Regions from separate parts of the Mus musculus genome. Here regions 2 and 3 are each linked to region 1. The links are chromatin contacts, called in public HiChIP or PLAC-seq and promoter capture Hi-C maps. All regions are on one chromosome and are shown on one strand. The core of a region is the stretch at or near the end of the contact, and the rest is flanking DNA. Distances in the headings are between cores, read along the strand shown.

Region 1 (4,191 bases), core at 1,173-3,672:
TAACTGTAACATACACAATTAATTAGAGCAGAACTCTCTCTGGGAAAGTAAGGTGGTGTTCTCCAACCAGCTGGTCCGTCCAATGGCCTCACACTGGTCAGGGAGCAAAGGTCATGGCCAAGTTTATGAATAAAGCAGGGTGTGTGTGTGTGTGTGTGTGTGTGTGTGTGTGTGTAATTCTGCTTCTCCACATCCAGCCCCGCCTCCCTCTTATTCAAACCTGGGATACTCTTGGGTTAAAGTCTCCTGTCCTTTGTGAACAACATGCCCGGGCTTGCATTGAGATAAAGCAGGGAAAGGGAGAGTGTCTTGCTGTCTACCCTGCAGTGCTAAGGAAGCACCTTTGCCCAGTGTTGGAAGTAGCTGAGCTGAATGTCTTCTTAACTACTAAGACTGGACTTACCTATGCTTGATAGTGGCCTGGAGGAAAAACCATTTGCCCTTATTAATTTGGAATTCTGCATGTCACTCTTTCCCTGTTGGCAAGGACTGAGCACTGATATTTTATTAAAGGCCTGTATAATCTTTGGAACACAGAACTCCAATGTGAAGTGACCGCTTACGTACTGTGTTAACCGAGACAATAGGACGGGCATGGAGTTCGCAAAACTTCGTGGTTCTATGAAAAATGTATTGATAATAGCTATTTAAATCGTCTAGGACCCCGTTTCTTCACCTGTAAGATGGGAAAGATGTAGACTAGGCTATGTCCCTTCAAAACAGGTCCACAGGTAGCTAGACTATGTCACCCTCAATGTAACCGCTGAGTCGGGATAAGTTTGAATTGAATTAAAAGATAGGTAGACACAGAAAGCCTGAAAGTGGCACACCACTTTTTTGTAAGGAAAAAGAAAAAAAATCACATTTATTAAAAGAAGTCTCAAGTTCTAAGTCTCCAGAACCAGACAAAAAGAACGATTCTAAGTAACAAACTTATCAGTGAAAAACATAAACTCTTCCCTATTTACTCCCTTGTTCCCGACTGCCTTTTGTTTCCTGTCTTTTCCCACACTCTTGTTTTGGCTTCTGATAGCATTCAAACCTCAATTCTAAGCCACTTTGGAGGGTACTCTTTTTGTTGTGAATGGAGAAACTTGTGGTTCTGCAGTTTATCTGCCCAGCCCGAGGAACCACAGTGATAATTTGAAAGGGTAGAAGGAAAATGATTTTCCCTCCCCTAATATGGCAGACTTTTTCATTCAGGATTGTATTAAGATGATATAGACAGGGCCGGGCAGTAGTGGCGCACACCTTTAGTCCCAGCACTTGGGAGGCAGAGGCAGGCGGATTTCTGAGTTCAAGGCCAACCTGGTCTACAGAGTGAATTCCAGGACAGCCAGGGCTACACAGAGAAAAGAGAAACCCTGCCCCCCCCCCCAAAAAAAATGTATACAGCATTTCAAAATAGCTACCAGCGGTTAATACGGAACCATACGCGCTGGAACAAGGAAGAAGGAAAGTCTCTGAGATGGTACAACTGAACAGTAAAATCTGTAAAAACTGAACAGCCGCCTTTATTCTCCACTATACCCCACTGTGGGACCTTAGATTGACTCTGTGTACCAGGGCGGTGACATTGCTTAGTGACATTAGATCCACGCAATCTGAATCACCTAGTTGGAACAAAAAGTTATAGATGACTTCAATTGTAGAATTATAATTGGCAACAGAACACTTTTAGCGTTACTGTGGAAGCCAGCCCATATTGTTGCTAAGGAACCTCGGCCCACTTAGACCGTTAATCGTTTTTCTGAAAAAATCCACAGGATGGCGATCTTGCTTAGACTTGTTGCGTACCAAACCTTCTCCAGTCGTCAAGCCCTCGCTCCACTCCAAGGTTAAGAGCCTGGCCTCTGACAGGGGTCACTTATCAGGCGATGGGAAGAGGCTGCAGGGAGCTCAGATACTCCCACGCCACAGCAGGTCACCCGGATCTGCGACCCGGATTGTGCCTGGTTCCCTAGCTGCTCTGGCTCTGCCTGGTGCCCGGTTCCGCAAGGCCGGCCACTGAGCCTCCCGCCTGCGGTGGCGGCGGAGGTCCCCAAGCGCTCCGGGTCTCCGGGTGCCACCCCGCGGGGCTCGCTGGATGACAGGGTGTGGGGCTGCACACAGTCAGGAGGGCGGTGCCAACCCTGCGGCTCCCCCGGGCTGCTACCCCGCATCCCCGCTCCTCCAGGACCCAGACAGGGCGTCCGCCCTTGGGTTTCTGTTTCCCACGTCCAAAGTCAGGGCACGCGACGAACTGGGGGCACTTGGCGTACCGCCGCCTTCAGGCCAGGTCGAAGCCCACGACATCCAGGCGGCCACCCCGCACCTATCCACAGCGCGGACTCCGGGGCCGGTGGGTGGAGCGCTCGCCGTGACGTCACGAGGCCCCGCCCCAGCCAGCCGGCGCGTATTTAAAGCTTCGCTGCTCGCTCTTGCTCGCACAAGCGAAGCAGGACGTCAGACTAGAGAGTAGGGAGAGAGACTGGTGCTCGAGGGACAGGGCTAGCCCGGACGCTTGTCCGCGCCTCGGAGGTGGCAAGTAGGCAGTGTCGGGTGGCGAGGCAACGATGGAGCTCCTGCGGACTATCACCTACCAGCCGGCCGCCGGCACCAAGATGTGCGAGCAGGCTCTGGGCAAAGCTTGCGGCGGGGACTCAAAGAAGAAGCGACCGCAGCAGCCTTCTGAAGATGGGCAGCCCCAAGCCCAGGTGACCCCGGCGGCCCCGCACCACCATCACCACCATTCCCACTCGGGACCCGAGATCTCGCGGATTATAGTCGACCCCACGACGGGGAAGCGCTACTGCCGGGGCAAAGTGCTGGGCAAGGTGAGGAGCGGCGGACGTCAGGCTGCCGGGCGGGAGGGCGGGCTGCCCGGGCAAGCTGAGCGAGCAGGGACCCAGCGCCCGCACTTCTCGCTCCTTCAGCTGTCTGGTTCCCCGAACGATCGACGTGGGTTCCTCTCCTGCCCTCCTGGGCTTCTGTGCGCCGACAGCGCTGGGGTTCGGATTTGCATCCTTAGCCTGTTTTTCTCCCGAGTCTAAGAAGGAGGACTGAAGGCATTCTACCTTGGCCTTGGGCTCTCACTATCTGATCCCCAGGGAGCTAGCCTGTCAAATTTCTTCAGAGGGCATTTTCCTCCCTTTCCCCCTTCCACTCCCTTCTCCATAGAGTTCTTTGTAAAGGGGAAACGAGAAAACTGGACTGGTTTCTAGGAATGTGCTGCCCTTCCTGAAAAACCATTATACAAAGCAGATTGTACTGCTCTGCCCACCCTCTGTTCCTCAAATTTTGCTTCCCGTTCCCATTTACGTATTCATTTATTTTAAACGTTGGCCCTTCATTTTTTTTTTTTTTCCTTTTTTCTGTCCTGCTCAATTCCATCTCGGCTTTGTTTCCTCGCAGGGTGGATTTGCAAAGTGTTACGAAATGACAGATCTGACAAACAACAAAGTCTACGCTGCAAAAATTATTCCTCACAGCAGAGTAGCTAAACCTCATCAGAGGGAAAAGGTGGGTATGACTGTCGACTAAAGTATTTTCTTTGTGTGCAGGGATGGCCCTACCCTGTTAGAAAAAAAATGTCTTCTGCATGTGTAAGCACTGCCTTTCCAGACACGACGAGAGACTAATAAGCCTTCTCTTGCTTTTTTTATTTTTCCTTAGATCGACAAAGAAATCGAGCTTCACAGACTACTGCACCATAAGCATGTCGTGCAGTTTTACCACTACTTTGAAGACAAAGAAAACATTTACATTCTCTTGGAATACTGCAGTAGAAGGGTAAGTGTTGACTCCTGGGTCAGCGAGCTTGCCGACAGGAAGCCGGAGTGGTGTTTGGATTACATTTTATCAGCGGTTTTAGCCGTGACAGTTAATTAGTCTCCCACCATATGAGACTGCGTCGTCAGTCCAGCAAAGGGATGCCCGATCTAGGTAACTTTATTTGACAAATTCTCCTCTCTCCCCTTCTCTTCCTAGTCCATGGCTCACATCTTGAAAGCAAGAAAGGTGTTGACAGAGCCAGAAGTCCGATACTACCTCAGGCAGATTGTGTCAGGACTCAAGTATCTTCACGAACAAGAAATCTTGCACAGGGATCTCAAGCTAGGTAAGGCTTCTCCTGCAGCGACGGGGGTGGGGGTGGGGTGGGGGTGGGGGGGTGGGGGCTAGAGAGTGGGAGGTTTTCCAGTGTTGTGAATC
Region 2 (4,191 bases), core at 856-3,355, 650 kb after region 1:
TATGAGAGAGAATAGGTTTTATTGAAAGGATAGAGGAACCGAATTGTAGACGTTCCCCTCATCAACACCAAATTTAACCAAGCACCAAATACAATAAAAACAAATGCACTGAAACATAAACTAAAATTTAGAATTTACTGTATTATTACAGTAAAAATACAGAAATAGATCAAAAATAAAGTCATTGACCACCACTAGATATTAGTAGGCCATAGATATTCTGAAAATTTTATAAAGACACATTATCAAGAACCCATATTTCCTTATATGACCTATATTTCAGAATAATTTGTAACTGACTGCATTTTGGGTTTTTGTTTGTTTGTTTGAATGATTAATATAATGTCTTTCCATATACCCATTCTGGCTTCTAATTGGTCATTCTCCTGCCTCAGCCTCCTGAGGGCAGGGATAACATGTATGTGCCACCACAGCCATCAACAAGATTCATTTTTATAAAAGAACTGTAGCCGTAAATTAAGGACAAATGCAAACCTTTTGAAATATCATTTTAAGTCAAATAGTACAATGGGTCTAAGCAATCTACATAACATTTGATATCGTTTTCCTAGACTTCTCACTTGGCCAACTTTCTGGCCACTGTTTGTCTCCAGCTTCTCTGGCTGCCTCTCTCTGTATAGTCTGAATCCAGCTCTCCTTCTCTCCTGCCTTGTGCCCTGTACTCTCCATACCTACACAGTGCAGGCCTCCAAATGCACCTTCCTGTGTCTCCATAATGCAGCCTTCCAAACGCCCTTGTAATAATCCAGACTCCACACACTCAAGAATATGTCCCCACATAAAGAATTCATCACTTGGAAGTAACTGTTCAAGCTTACTTCTTAATTCTTTCAATAAATTCTCATGGATTAAATGTATATATCATATATCCCATTTTATATATGATACATGATATATGATATTCAGTATATAAAATTTAATGTTTACTATTTAATTATATCATGTATATATCATAGATCATACATTATATAATATGCATGTATGTTATTATATAATATATTTAATATAATATTATGTGTATTAAATAATATATGACATTATTATGTATATTATTGTATTATGTATATTATTATGTAGTATATTTATATATTTTTGTAAGTTACATGTTATGTTTTACATGTTGCATGTTGCATATTGTATGTTATATGTTGTATTTGTGTATATGTTACATGTTCTATATTATATTTTATTATATATATAAAATATACATGATGTCTTTACACTGATCTCACTATCTCTAACAGTGCTGAACTGTGGCAACTGCCTCTTCATTCCTCATTCCCTCCAAGCTAGAAGCACTAATATATGGCACATCCTTTTTATCAGGTGCATCCCTGACTAAAGCTTTCAACAGGTTATTTCCTTTCACAGCAAATATTACTCAGTTGCCTGGTGTTTAGTCCCAAATGCAGCCCCACCCTTCCACCCAGGGCATCATTTTCCTTACATCTCACTTGCATCTCATGTGGTGCTTTTTCTCTTCTTCTCTTCACGTACAGTATCTTCTTTCCTCAGGACATTTTTTCCACTGATGCTGCTTAGCCAAGGCCAAGTCCATTTCCTGCATAAAGCCTCTCTGAATTACACTTGTTTCCAATTATCGACCTCTGCTCTAAAACCCCAAAGCATCAATTCAGAGTTCCATTTCTGACACACTGTCCTTTGTGTTTTTCTTAGACCTGTTGTTGTCAATCTTAAACTGCACTCTTCTGCATGCATCCAAACTGTGGCCTATGAGTGACATCAGAGTGTAAGTGTCAAGAGACACCACAGAACACGAGGAAAACATTTTCTCAGGGGTTCTGTAAGTACCTTTTCAATTATAAGCAAGAGAAATAAATCCAAGTAAAATAGGATTTTGAGAATGGAAAACAGCCTTGTCTCTGGAATGTAAGGGATCTAGTACTGCCATCAGTTCATGGCTCATTAGCCTCTGTGTCCCAGATAGGCATTTCCCATATCTGAGGAGAGATAACCACAGGTATCACATAGCTATCTGTCCTTGAGCAATGGCTCAAGAATGGGAGAAAGACATTCCTTTCTAACGCTGGGGATACAACTTTCCCTGTAATTGGTTAGAAACCCACTCCTAGACCAATTGCCACATTACTATGCTTAGAGTTTGTAAGTGTCAGGTATGAACCATAATCTTCTGTGCTAGGTGTTTAAAGTGCAGTGCTGTTGAAAAAGGAGAAAACCTGGATTCTTGTACATCGTATAGGCTTCCATCTAGTGCATGTATTCTTAGAAATGGCTACTTCCAATGCATACAATAACCATGCTGAAAGTTTGTAAAGAAACCTCTATGTAGGTTGTCATCGTGGTGTTTCTTCATCTTTGGATAAATTTTCATGTATCAAGGAGGAGATAGAATCCAGGCAGCTACAGGAGCCAGCCAGCTTCCCCCACTGTGTTACCGTGATGAGTCTAGATGACAGTGAGGCCCTGCAACTTCTGACAGCTTCTTCAGCTTGGGGTGCATTGGATGCATCCTTGTCAGAGTGTGAACAGCTGCCATGACCTTTCTGCATGTATGCCTCACATGCCTATTTACTTTCCTTCAGAAAAAAAAATTTCTCTTGTTTTCAATTTTCTTTATGCTTACTAATGAAGCTGGAAAAACATATGGTATGAACTTATGAAATGTGACTACTCAGGCATTGCAGTATAAAAAGGGTTAAAACAACCTCCTGAAATTATTACAAGTCCCAAATTCCAAAAGCCAAGTTTTGGCTCATTTTCAAGAATAAGGCCTTGATTTCTCTATGATAAAATCATTCATATGACCACATAAGCCAAATGCTTTAATTTAAACAACAACAACAACAACAAAAAACCCCATGACTATATAGGATTTAAAATACCCTGGAAATATTTTAGCATAATTGGAATCCTGGACAAATTTTATGGTATTTCCTGTACCTTTTCAGAATTCATGAGAATTTCAGAACTATGAGAATTCATAGTTCACAATGCAGAATACAGTTGGGTGCTTCCTGGACTCTGAGCATATTATTGTAGAGAAATCAAATAAATAAAAAAATATTTTCCTGAAAAGTTTTTTCCTTATAAAATTTCAGAGGAATTAGCCTCATGAAAAGCAGAAGTCATTCTCTCCTGCTAAACTCACAACTGGAGTTTCCAGAGCTGAACTGACGTCTGTAATAAAGATTAGTGTTTATTTCGTAGGTGACATGTTTATACTTTGATCGTTAAAAACATGTCTACATTAAACAGCCAGGACCTGATTGGGCTTCCTATTAAAATGGAGGCAATAACCTTAGCTTCCTTAAATCACCTCTCCCCATGCTCACACCACTGCTGAGGCGCAGATACTCTCACTTTGCTCTTCTAACTTTTGATTTCCATGACCAGGGTCAGCAGTTATGTGAGCCATTGGGCTCTGGGGCTGATGCTACTGTTTAAAACTCAGCCCCATTGGCATGACTCAATTCAAGGTTGTAGTGGGGACAAGCACTTCTCCCTTCTAGATTCAATGATGACTCTATGACCTTATGACCTGGATCCTCAGGAGATCAAGCCTTGGCCACACTGAAGAAAGGTCTGTTTTGTGGCATGTGGTTTCCTTCCTGGGTTTGGGTTTTAGGTTACAGTCTCAAATTTCAATGTGAGATGTCACTCCTGCACCTTGGGGAGGATGTGGTGTGTGGTGCATGTAAAAGGAAGAGATAAAACTCTTCTAACCAAAACGGTGTCACCAATAACATAGGATTAATTACAAAAGGGGTACAGTGAGAAATGGACAAGGTATTCGGCTAATGAAACTCAGCGTGTTATTTTATTCATAAATAGCACACAATGGGTAGAACTTAGCATGCTATTTTATTAGTAAATAATACACAAAGAGTAAAATTTACCTGCAGGATTTGGAAGAGTTGCCAAGATGGTATTAATGTAATGATCCCCCCCCCTCACACACACACACACACACACCCTTCCATTCCAAGCAGCAATCTATTATTTCAAAATCTTTACTTTGGCTTCTGTGTTCTATTCAAACACACTCTATTTTTCTCATGGCTGGACTCTATCCTCTTCCAAACAAGTCCACTCAATTAGGAGTTGATTTTTAACTGGGTAGGAAGTTTTTAAGAGATAAAGGGTCTAGGACTAACAAAGGACCAGCCTTGGATGATAGAAGCGTGCTCT
Region 3 (4,191 bases), core at 565-3,064, 530 kb after region 1:
ACAGAGGCAGAGAAAGAGACAGAGACATACAGAGACAAAAGAGAGGAAGACACACATATACACATAAGACAGGGGGCAGAGATAGATGGAAACAGAGGTAGAGACATAGACAGAGGCAGAGACAGATAGAGAAAGAGATAAAAGAAAGGTAGACACATATACAGAAAGGGAGGCAGAGGCAAAAACACAGAGACAGAGTCAGAGACAAAAGAGAGAAAGACACACATACACATGGGGTGGGGAACAGAGGCAGAGACAGAGACGGAGAGATGGGAAAAAAAAACAAAAAACAAAACAAAACAAAAAAAAAAAACCCAGACCTACAAGGATTTAACTTCATAGTGTGGAAGTGATTTGGAGTGTGACCCCTTCTGACATTCTACTATTGAGCAATCACTCGTGGGTTTCACTTCTCAGAAAAACACAGGTGAGAAAAACAATTATGCTCACATACAGAATACAGAAGTAAACTGTAGATCAAAGAGGTATATTTTTTGAACTTAAAAAATGATGATGCATTTATCCTATTTTACTTCAGTGCTACAGTTCTGGGTAGCTGGGAAATCGTGAAGGTTCAGTCTTCTCTGAACCCAAGCTGCAGGGCAGTGAGTCCCACTGCAGGCTGCAGAGGGTGTTGGGCCAATTTCAAGGAAGTAAGAGGTAGTATGGAGAAAGATGTTCATGCAGGATCTTGTGTACATCTGCCTGATATTGTGTGGCTGCCAAGGGTTTCACATCTGGCAATCCTGGCTCAAAATAAGGATCACCTCACCTACTTCACTAGAACCTTTTCTCCCAACCTATCCTATACCTACCACACTCTTATTTCTTATAGGTCTACTTGACAAAGGCTTAGTGGGCATAATGCAAAAAAAAAAAAAAATATCAGACACTAGGAAAATCCCTAATCTGTGAATATCTTATTCATCTTGAAAAACAGATATTTAAAAATCTCAAATTCAATGTAGCCTTGGCTTGCTTTGGGGCTATAGGATGCTGTGCTTTTGTCAGTGTTTATAGTGGTCTAGACACAAGGATGGTGGGTTTATGGCTCACACATGCAAAGGAAGTACTCCTCTCCAACATACACACTGTCTAGACAAAGAAGGAAGAATTCAGCAGCCAGCTTGTTTCTGCTAGGCAGTCTTTGATCAGCAGAAACTGTCCTGCAGATGACATCAGGATTGTTGTGGCTAAGGCCAGCAGTGAGAATGGCAAACCAACACATTCCGTTAGCTTAGATTTGCCGCTGTGTATTCCTGGACTCGTTTATAACTTCTGCACAAATGTTTCTCACTTGTTTGTCAAGCTAACAAATATCTATGAAGCTCCCAGCAAGTAGCAAACACCACTATGCAATAATTCAAAAGACAGTTCCACCACCAAGGACCTCATGGCTTATGACTGATTTTTAAAGGGCAAGATCTCTCCTGAGGGATTTAAAGTTAGTTAGGACATGGGTCTTGTGATGGAAATTAACACCATGTTAAGCTTCACTTAAGTTTTGTATTTTGTTGTTACTGTTATTCCATCTCAGACCCTCAAAGAAATGCTAGCAACTCTTGCAGATGGAGAGGTCTGCTTGCTCCACTCTGTCTAGTCTGTATTTGGGAAAGGCACACCATACAGAAGATGGAGAAGTCACCTGGCATACCAGCATACCAGTTCCTGCAGAGCCTTCCCACCTCCTATGCATAAAATGCTCAGAAGCCTGTCCAGCTTGCAATGGCCTGCCTCTCCTTATTTGGGTATGGGGAGTGAAGTCAGCATAGTAGTGTCTCTGGTATTTCTAGTTGGCAGAGACATTGGTGAAGCCACCCCAGACCTCACACTGTATGACTATTCCCATGAAGTGACTCACTAGCCTCAGAATGCATTGCTAACACTGAGGTCAGCTTCGGAGCCATCAGCAGCACTCTGCAAGGGAGACAGCCTGTAGGAGATGAATTCTTCAAAGATAAGAGTGAATCTTTCCAGTCATTCATAATAAAGAAGGGCAGCTTCTAAGTGTATTAGATTTTCCCCACAAATTTATGAATGAAACCGGATTAGCCAGTTTACCCAAAGTCATATTGACTCTAAAGGTTTAAATAAAAGAATTTGTTTTTCCTGCTAGGATATAAATAGGCTTATAGGAAAGTAGTAAACGGACTTCTATTTCTATTATTTATAGGATGGAGTTAACATTTTCTGAACAAAAGAAAGAAGAATTGATAAGCTTCTTGAGTTGCCAGCCTGAGGTAGGGTATGAACTAGCCACGAGAAGAAACGGAAGCTGCCAAACTTTCAATCCCCACTTCCTTCTTGATGGTTGAGGATGTTCATGCTCATTAAGAAGGACCAACAATTAAAGGCCCCAAAATTATTAATTGAAGAAGAAGCAATCACATACTGACAAGGATTGCTTTATTCGTAGCCAAAGCCCAGTATTTGGAACAACAAATTTTGTGTAGTATGTATACAATAAATACCCATGAGTGAACTGAATAAATTCATTTAGAGTTGTCACCTACTAGGGGATATTACAATTCAACTTATCAAACAATAGTGAAAGGCTTCAATTTTGCCTTCCTCATGATTCTTGGGTAGCCGAAGATCGTGGCAATCTCACAGGGGCTTGGACAATTTAGTAGGTAGTTTTTGGTCAAGAAGGCTTTCCAGATGAGCTTGGCATGCAAATTAGTGAAGCTCAAACAATCAACCCTTTTTGTGAATCTTAGGATGACTTTAGCATGTAAATGAAGAGTGAGTCAAAATGCATCCCAAAGGGACATGTTTAAAAATTCTAGGCCACAGCCAGGTGGTGATGGCACACGCCTTTAATCCCAGCACTTAGGAGGCAGAGGCAGGTGAATCTCTGTGAATTCAAAGCCAACATGATCTACAGAGTGAGTTCCTGGACAACCAGAGCTACACAGAGAAACCCTGTCTCAGAAAACAAGGAAAACAAAGTCTAGGCCATGAGTAAGAAAAATCTCTGAGACTCAAAATTGAGTCACGATGGGCAGAAGTAGAAATAAATAACATCTTTACTGAAGCCTTAGCTCATTTGCATTCAAGATGCAGAGGACCTCTGGATGCTTACATCCTAATTATTTGAGGACTGTGTGATTTGGTCAATGAAGTTGGAGGCTCAGTATGTAAGTAAAATAATTACTAATGAAGAGTTGGTTAAAAAAAAAACCAAAAAACAAAAAAAAAACTGTGTTTATAAGTTAGGCCTCAATATTTCTTGGCAACCAAGCCCTGGAAAAATAAATATAAATATAAATGAATTTCAAGATTTTTATTAAAAATAATTTTTGGATCTCCAAGCTTCAAGTTCTTGGCATGTAATCTATTTTATTTCAATGGTCAGCTCATTTACTCCTCATAGGAACTCTTCTTTGGAACAGGTCAGACAGCCACACAGCTGGATTCATTAAGAGTTTGTTCTCAGTTCTCTGACAACAATCCAATCTTTTTTTTTCTAAATCTCTAAATCATGAAAGGGGAATCCATGAGCTGTTTGTAGAATCTGGTGTATGTGTGTGTGTGTGTGTGTGTGTGTGTGTGTGTGTGTGTGTGTGTGTGTGTGTGTGTGTTGGGGGGGTGTGTGTTTGTGTACATGTGTGTTTGTGTACATGTGTGTGTGCCTTACTATATGCATGTGTGTATATATGTGTGCACATGTCCTCACTTTTGTTAATTCCAATAAAAGGTTTATTGCAATTGAGATACACATGGTAATTTTTTAACCCTGTACCTAATTAAAGTGTGTGCTCATTGTACTTAGCAACTCTCAGGCTTCTGTGATTCCATTTAGCAACCTTTCTGTCATAGGTTATTTAGAATTATGTCCTTGAGTACATTGCAGAGATAAAGATTATGCAAATACAGATTAGACACAGTAGAAATGAAATAAAAAAGCCATTTCATCAAACTCATTTTTAGAATATTTCTTAATAATGTCTGCTTTCTAGATATGACTTAAAAAGTTGAAAGAAAATAGCTGTGCACATGATCATGCATCTCTCCTAAACAGAAATAGCGTCTTAATCATAGGTTTTCCAAAGATGCTGTTTTCTCCCTCAAATATTACATTCAAATGATTCTTTTATTAAAGACTTGATAGTTATTTTCTTCCACCCTTAGACTCTAATATTTCAATATGTTGGGTTCACTTTGACCTTCAGTTGTAAAATGAAGGTA

Evidence for each region. Promoter capture Hi-C pulls out the DNA fragments that hold promoters and counts their contacts. HiChIP or PLAC-seq counts read pairs in DNA pulled down with a chosen protein or histone mark.
Region 2: a promoter capture Hi-C map of hippocampal neurons shows a contact between it and region 1, with 14 times the contacts expected there. The contact joins the enhancer-like site here to the promoter of Plk2 in region 1. A contact is called at or near these places in 12 of 39 promoter capture datasets (the 3T3-L1 cell line, 3T3-L1-derived adipocytes, the HPC-7 cell line and 6 more), 1 of 15 datasets of contacts at CTCF or cohesin (the NIH/3T3 cell line), 9 of 484 Hi-C or Micro-C datasets (the C2C12 cell line, LSK cells, Th1 cells and 5 more), 18 of 115 datasets of contacts at active chromatin or transcription factors (T-cell acute lymphoblastic leukemia, astrocytes, bone marrow-derived macrophages and 14 more) and 3 of 9 other capture datasets (adipose tissue, embryonic stem cells and liver).
Region 3: a contact with region 1 is called in an H3K4me3 HiChIP or PLAC-seq map of bone marrow-derived macrophages, with 7 times the contacts expected there. The contact joins the enhancer-like site here to the promoter of Plk2 in region 1. A contact is called at or near these places in 7 of 39 promoter capture datasets (the HPC-7 cell line, HPC-7-derived erythroid cells, cranial neural crest and 4 more), 1 of 15 datasets of contacts at CTCF or cohesin (the NIH/3T3 cell line), 17 of 484 Hi-C or Micro-C datasets (the C2C12 cell line, adipose-derived mesenchymal stem cells, bone marrow-derived macrophages and 9 more), 26 of 115 datasets of contacts at active chromatin or transcription factors (the NIH/3T3 cell line, SST interneurons, bone marrow-derived macrophages and 21 more) and 3 of 9 other capture datasets (adipose tissue, embryonic stem cells and pancreatic islet).

Annotation. Positions count from the first base shown.
Region 1 is chr13:110,392,622-110,396,812 of GRCm38.p6, forward strand. Plk2 (polo like kinase 2) reads left to right here and starts at 2,423. Exons shown (of 14, transcript NM_152804.2): 1 at 2,423-2,816; 2 at 3,394-3,501; 3 at 3,655-3,771; 4 at 3,970-4,099. The coding sequence starts at 2,556.
Region 2 is chr13:111,040,231-111,044,421 of GRCm38.p6, forward strand. No RefSeq gene overlaps it. Among named protein-coding and RNA genes, the nearest start is that of 4930526H09Rik, 140 kb to the left of the region's middle. Within about 2 kb of position 2,106, at least 22 of the 459 cell types and tissues checked have an H3K27ac peak or open chromatin away from gene starts, as enhancers often do.
Region 3 is chr13:110,927,962-110,932,152 of GRCm38.p6, forward strand. No RefSeq gene overlaps it. Among named protein-coding and RNA genes, the nearest start is that of 4930526H09Rik, 26 kb to the left of the region's middle. Within about 2 kb of position 1,815, at least 66 of the 459 cell types and tissues checked have an H3K27ac peak or open chromatin away from gene starts, as enhancers often do. A contact at or near this core is called in the C2C12 cell line, adipose-derived mesenchymal stem cells, bone marrow-derived macrophages and 6 more, where this site is marked.